Linked DNA regions of Hordeum vulgare: region 1 is linked to region 2. The links are chromatin contacts, called in public Hi-C maps. All regions are on one chromosome and are shown on one strand. The core of a region is the stretch at or near the end of the contact, and the rest is flanking DNA. Distances in the headings are between cores, read along the strand shown.

What was found. Hi-C and Micro-C count contacts between places; a contact is called where the count stands out from the background.
Region 1: a Hi-C map of seedling shows a contact between it and region 2, with 2.3 times the contacts expected there. The contact joins two enhancer-like sites. A contact is called at or near these places in 2 of 6 Hi-C or Micro-C datasets (leaf and seedling).

What each region holds. Positions count from the first base shown.
Region 1 is chr7H:606,630,737-606,634,128 of MorexV3_pseudomolecules_assembly, forward strand. No RefSeq gene overlaps it. Among protein-coding and RNA genes, the nearest start is that of LOC123407131, 13 kb to the left of the region's middle. Within about 2 kb of position 1,680, at least 1 of the 3 cell types and tissues checked has open chromatin away from gene starts, as enhancers often do. A contact at or near this core is called in seedling, where this site is marked.
Region 2 is chr7H:606,348,948-606,352,366 of MorexV3_pseudomolecules_assembly, forward strand. It overlaps LOC123410921 (probable histidine kinase 1), which reads right to left. Exons shown (of 22, transcript XM_045103847.1): 15 at 2,618-2,716; 16 at 2,513-2,552; 17 at 2,461-2,510; 18 at 2,259-2,458; 19 at 2,024-2,077; 20 at 1,922-2,022; 21 at 1,887-1,919; 22 at 1,070-1,884. The coding sequence ends at 1,844. Among protein-coding and RNA genes, the nearest start is that of LOC123410920, 8.6 kb to the left of the region's middle. Within about 2 kb of position 1,359, at least 3 of the 3 cell types and tissues checked have open chromatin away from gene starts, as enhancers often do. A contact at or near this core is called in seedling, where this site is marked.

The sequences.
Region 1 (3,392 bases), core at 430-2,929, 280 kb after region 2:
TGCCCGAGATTCGATCGTCAGTATCCGTATACCTATTTCAATCTCGTTTACTGGCAAGTCTCTTTACTCGTTCCGTAATACAAGATCCCGCAACTTACACTAAGTTACATTGCTTGCAAGGCTTGTGTGTGATGTTGTATTACCGAGTGGGCCCCGAGATACCTCTCCGTTCACACGGAGTGACAAATCCCAGTCTTGATCCATACTAACTCAACTAACACCTTCGGAGATACCTGTAGAGCATCTTTATAGTCACCCAGTTACGTTGCGACGTTTGATACACACAAAGCATTCCTCCGGTGTTAGTGAGTTATATGATCTCATGGTCATAGGAATAAATACTTGACACGCAGAAAACAGTAGCAACAAAATGACACGATCAACATGCTACGTCTATTAGTTTGGGTCTAGTCCATCACATGATTCTCCTAATGATGTGATCCCGTTATCAAGTGACAACACTTGCCTATGGCCAGGAAACCTTGACCATCTTTGATTAACGAGCTAGTCAACTAGAGGCTTACTAGGGACAGTGTTTTGTCTATGTATCCACACAAGTATTGTGTTTCCAATCAATACAATTATAGCATGGATAATAAACGATTATCATGAACTAAGAAATATAATAATAACTAATTTATTATTGCCTCTAGGGCATATTTCCAACAGAAATACCCTGTCTTGGCGTTCGAACCACTCTTGCCCATCGAGGAAGTTGGGAAGATGACCAAAAGCACAACACCAACGTAACATGAGAAGTAAACATGATGGCAATCTCGACAACAACAATGATGTTATCAACCATCCATCTGAAAGGTCATCGCACCAAAACAAAAACTAGCTCCTTGGTATCACACAGTCTTCTGAGTGTCAACAAGGGATAACTCCACACTACACAGTTTTATAGACATAAATCCACATCACAAGCAGGACACCAGAGATAAGAGGACATCAAGAAGCACAACACAACACAACGCAATGCGGCGAGCCGATTGCCAATCTGTTGAAGCAACAACAGGACACAAGTAGGATGGCAATGGGTAGGGTATGGGCAAGGTAGAGCAATACCATACCCATACCTATATAGTCAATGGGTACGGAATTCTACCCATACCCGTATCCACGGGTATAAAACTTTATCAATTGAGTACCCGACAGATAGAATAAATAGTACACAAGTTGTTCATAAATTTACTCACTGACAGCATATTTGGCACAAAAATGAATTATCTCAGCTCAATAACAGGTAGATGAGTACATGACCACTATCCAAATTTAGAAATCACAACATACTCATAAGTCAATAGGAGTAGACGAATCACATGACAAATTAATAATTAATTGATGATAACTTAACATTAGTTTACAAATGAGTAGTTTATGAGTATACCCGCGGGTACAAGGCTATACCCGTACCCTATCCATGACTTAACGGATAGAGTATGGATACTATTTATGGGTATAAAAATATGCCCATACCCTGTCCATGCAGGTACGATACCCGTGGCCCGTACCCGTGGGTAAAATTGTCATCGCCGCACAAGATCCCGCAAAAAAAAACCAGCAGGGCACAAGATCCCGCAAAAAAAAAGTCAGCAGGGCACAAGAACAACATGAGTATGGATTTGCACAAAAAAAACCAGGAGTATGGGCTGGGCCGAGCAAAAGGCTGTCAAGCCCACCTTGTGCCCAAAGCCCGGGACGGCCATGGCGTCTGGCACCTTGAAATGCCTCTCCTTGGCGCCCAACGCAACCGCCTCAACCAACAGCTTTCTCCTCGCCGGCCGGAGCTCCAACGAACCAACCAAGAACCCCTCCTCCACGGCGCAGCGCCCACCTCGGCTCCAAGCGTCACAGCGCCGGCGACCAACCGATGGAGCTGTTCCACGACGGGCAGCACGTGCGGCTGCGGAGCCGCGGGTGCGGCCGGTACGTCCTCGCCGCCGACGACGGGGTGAGCGTCGCCCTCAGCCAGCACGGCGCGTCGCTGGACGTGGCGTGGGCGGTGCACTTCCACCACGGCGCCGACGGCGACGGCCCGTACCTGCTGCTCCACAGCGCCGCCTACGGCCGCTACCTCGCCGCCACGGACATGCCGCTGCCGCGCGAGGTCAGCCACTTCCGCATCGAGCAGCGCCGCTACGACCAGCCGGAGTTGAGGCCCATCATGTGGCAGGCCATCGGGTGCGGCGGCGAGGAGTTCCCCTACGACGTGCTCCTCCGCAACGTCGGCGGCCTCCACCTCAGCGTCCGCGTCCCCGGCAGCCGCATCCCCACCATGATGTTCTACTGGACCGTGGAGCCCGTCCCCGCCAGAGACGCCGCGCCTCGCCTTCCGCCACCGCTTTCGGTGAGACCTCTCGCCATTCTTGGCTTCTTGCCATTGTTTGCCAACTCTGTTTCTCGAGATTCAGGTTCCCGAACATAACAATTCAGAAGGAAAATTCAGAGCTGAGATTCAGACTGCTCACAATTCATGGTTCTTTGGTAGTTCGGGCAGGAGGAGCCGAGGGCGCGGCGGGTGATCCGGGTCGTGCAGGCGACCGCCGAGGGGATCTACGCCGACGAGCGCTGGTCCCAGCTGCAGTTCTGGGGGAGGTGCGTGAGCCACCTGAGGAACGACCTGGCCAGGCACCTCAACCTGCCGCTGCGCCTCGCTTTCGCCATGTGCGTCCGGGCGGGCCGCCACGGGAGGCTCACCCCGCTCGTCGTCCACCTGCCCCACGGCGGCTCCGGCGAGACCCTCGATGTCGTCGTCATCCTGCCCGGGACCCCCGGTGAGAGCCTCTCTGATCTCCCATGTCTTACTGAATTTGGTATGCACAATGTCTGAACTATGAACTCTGAAGCTAGTAGAAAGAAACTACTGCTTCCACATTTCTTTTCCTGATCCAGATAATTCAGTGCGTCCGTTTGGCAACATTCTGTGGCTGGTGGAAATTGTAGAACCTAAAAACTCAAACCAAATTCAGTCATCGCATTTCATCTTTGCAGATAATATACTAAGTTTTTTCTAGCCAATGAGCAAAATTCAGGCTGTACTGTATCCTACAATGGACAGTGCATAAAAGCTTAGTTCATTGCATATTTATATTGTTTTGGGTTTTGCCTTCTTGATGCTATAGTTATACTGTCATTGATCATTGGTCTGCCACTTAACTTCCGCATTATTTCTGCTGATTCAGCCTATGATGCGCTGCGGCACCCGGATGTCGACGCACACTAGAGAAAGATCAGAGCTGGAGTTGTGACAAAAGTTCCGCAGCCTCGGATACGATGAAAGCAGAACTGGACGCCTACTTTTGCCTATAGATAGATAGAATAAGGAGCTGTTCGGCAAGCCTCCAACTCCGTCAAATCTAAGAATCTGTGGAGTAGCTCTTTCCTTACTC
Region 2 (3,419 bases), core at 109-2,608:
ATGCATGTGGGGCCCGTCGGTCAGTGCCGTTGCGGATGCGGTGCGTCTACGCGCGCCGATGACAACAGGGCTGGTCTATCTCAGGACGTTAGCGAAAGGAAGAAGAGGCCGTTAGTTTGGTCACCTGCCTGAACGGAATAACGGCGGGTGAGATCATGAGATCACACGCACGCTCCACTAGCTAGCTAGGCAACACCAGTGAGTCCACCCAACCCCGTTAATCCACGTTCCATCGTGCTGCGAATATGCATGTAATGCCACACCCACAACCACAAGACGTGGCCGACGTGAGGTGGATTCCAATCCAAGGCCACCTCTCTCTCTCTCTCTCTCTCTCTCCCTCTCTCCCTCCCTCCCTCTCGACACGGCTGACCTCCGTCCCATCGGACGTCAGTCTAGCTAACAAATATCCCTGCTGGTGTTAGAAAATATCTTATTGGCTTGGATCGGTTCTCTTTCCCTTTTCTTTAGGCATGTAAAAGCCTTTCGGCATACAAAATTGAAAACCTGCCGTGGAAAGCAATTCCCACGAGTTCGGCTAAAAAGGAAAACGTGAAATTGATGAATTTGACCCGTGAACCAAAGTATTTCACAAACTGGATGGCGTTTAAAAAAAAAACATCCAACTGGCCCTCTTGTGTGGTGGCCGACATTTAGACGTCACACTGCATTGTGTGACGGCTTTGTCTTAGCCGCCACACAGTGCAGCGTGACGCCTATAGCTTACGCGCCACACTAGGTCTCAGGCCGCCACATCCGCTTGATGCTACATTTTAAGATAATACATACGCCATTTATCGGGGAAAAAAGGCAAAGGCGCTACAAAAAGGGGTCAGATGGATTTTTTTTTCAAAGGCGGTTCAGTTTGTGAAATACTTTCGTTCTTGGGTCAATTTTTTTTTTCCATTTTGCCGGTGAAGTAACCTAAGAGCAGCAGCAGCAGCAGCATATCTGGACCAAGGCGGAGGAAGCTGCAGGAGTAGCAATCAATCTTGTACGGAGAGATTGCTTCGTTTGCCTAGGACCAATCAAAAAGTTGCTCCTGGAAGGTCGTCCGTGGGAGAAACCATGCAATCACCAAGATACATACACACACACACACACACAAAACATATACAATGCTGTGTGATTTTTGTGATGTAAATGGTTTACTTGATGGCCACACAAGCGAGCAGGACCAACACCTCATGTTAACCGTCCTCATCGAAAACGACAACTATTACCTCAGTGGTGCACACCATGCCCACAGAATCCACTCTGCGACGAGAAAAGGTTAGTAGATTAGAAGAGCGAGATTCCATGGAGTGGTCAGTGGTGGACAGCCAGCGCCAGGAGAAGGCATATCACTGTCGAGAGAAACTCGAGCACACACACAGATGGAGAGAGAGTGAGTGAGAGGGCTCCAGGTCAGGATCGATGCAGCAGTAAACCCAACACGTCTCGCCCAGTTGTGTTGCTGCGGCCAAGAATCATGCTACTGCTCCCATCACAACATCTCCGTCCAACACCATTCTCCATCGGCGTATGTACTGAATCCACGCCCCGTCGCCGTCCCAGCGTGTCTCCGGAACAAACACCCGGCGAGTGCATCTCGCCGCAGCGTCCACAGTCATCCTGGATGAGGATGACAACAATCTCCACAAGCGCACACGGCCACCAAATTAATCCGCCGTCGACGACGACGCGTCATGTCACTTGTTCTAATTAAGAGCACGGCCACGCATCCGCCCCCGACGACGACGTGTCAGCGTCGCACCGGAGGGCGTCGTCGACGGTCGACTGGCCAAACTTAATCCACGGCGCCATGCCAATCGTGCATGTCCCGGCGCGCGGCTGAACTTCATCACTCTACCGGGGGCCGCAGATTCGGTGCTGCTGGGTTCGCCGGGATGCAGGAACGAGAACCTCCCCACGGTAACAGTGCCCAGGTGTTCCCAGACTGCAGCAGATGCAAAGCCAAAGGGGGCGGGGACATGGTTCCGGTGACTTCCCGGCGACTTCTCCCTCATCATGATGAACGAGGGCGAGCATCTGATGCTTCACAGGATACCACCCACCCACCCAGCAACCTGAAGAAATATCCATTCAGGTCTTCAGCTTCTTGTTACCAACATTATCCACAACATGCTGCTTTAATTTGCTCGTCAGGCAGAGAGCACAAGAGGGCCACATCCACGACCCATCCATCCACAGGCGCACTAACATGCCATCATCACCCTCAACTTGTGCGTGCCTGTGCCCCCCTTTTGGCACCTGGAGATGGTGGCGCCATAATGCAACTGAAAATCGCCGTCGTCGAACGGCCGGTAGGAACGAACGGCCGTGCTGAATGCTGATCTGTACCAGCTCCCTCTTTCCCGCGATGGGTCGCCGTCGAGATGACGAACCGGGCATCGAGCCACAACGCGCGACAGCGACCGCGCCGTCGCCCACAAGCCTGTCCGGTGGCAGTACGGTGCAATGCATCAGCCCCTCAAACCCACGGCAGCCCTTGTGCTCAACTGCTCCTCATCAGCCCCAGCACTTCCCAGGAAAAACCCCTTTCCCCTAACCTGAAGAAAAGAGAGGAGCATTATCCACCCATGGCATTTGGCAGGTCCCTCTCGGCAAGCGCCGCTTTCGCTGCTGCTGCCAGTGACACCAGCACTCGCAGGGAGCAGGAGCACGCAGCGCCGAAAAGCAGCGCCAAATCTTCATGCAGCAGCTCCAGGATCACCTGCCAGAAGAGAGAGAAAAATGATGCTGCAGTTAGACTAAGTTGACAGATGATGCTTCATGTAAGAGCAGTAGTAGTAGTAGAGCAAGATATGATGCAAATCTGCTGTCAACAACAGGAAGGGGGAATAATAAGCAACACTGGGCTTAGTGCAGGTCAGCATCAGGAAAGCAAAGAGTTTTATTAGGTGAATTGCTGCTTTGATCCAGCACGATGATGATGATCCGGGGAAAGATCGTCCCGCGTTTCTTATCATTGTGGGGGGGGTGATCTTTGCCTAATACTACTACTTCTAAACTGCTTTATGGAGTGCTCCAGCTTCGAATTTACTGCAGGGTCCGAGATACAGGAATCTCTGGATGTTCTTTCTTAGTGACAAATCTCTGAAGATACTGCAGTAATTATTACTAAATCCTTGCTTTCGCAGTTGGGCCCATGGCTAGATGTCAACCGGCACGAAACCTTTGCATATATATGGCATGATCCGAAGAATGTGGCGACACGATCTCTAGCATAGGAACTTAACAAACTTATAATGATATCAACCAAATCAAAGTCATTGATTGCATAAAAAGGTTATGGCCATGTTATCCTCGGCATTCACTTTCTAAGATAAGAAACAGAGAATTGCAGACATACAACGGTTTGTGCAAGTACTTTGACTAATTTTCACCAAGATAAGAATAAGCATTTGACGAAAAGA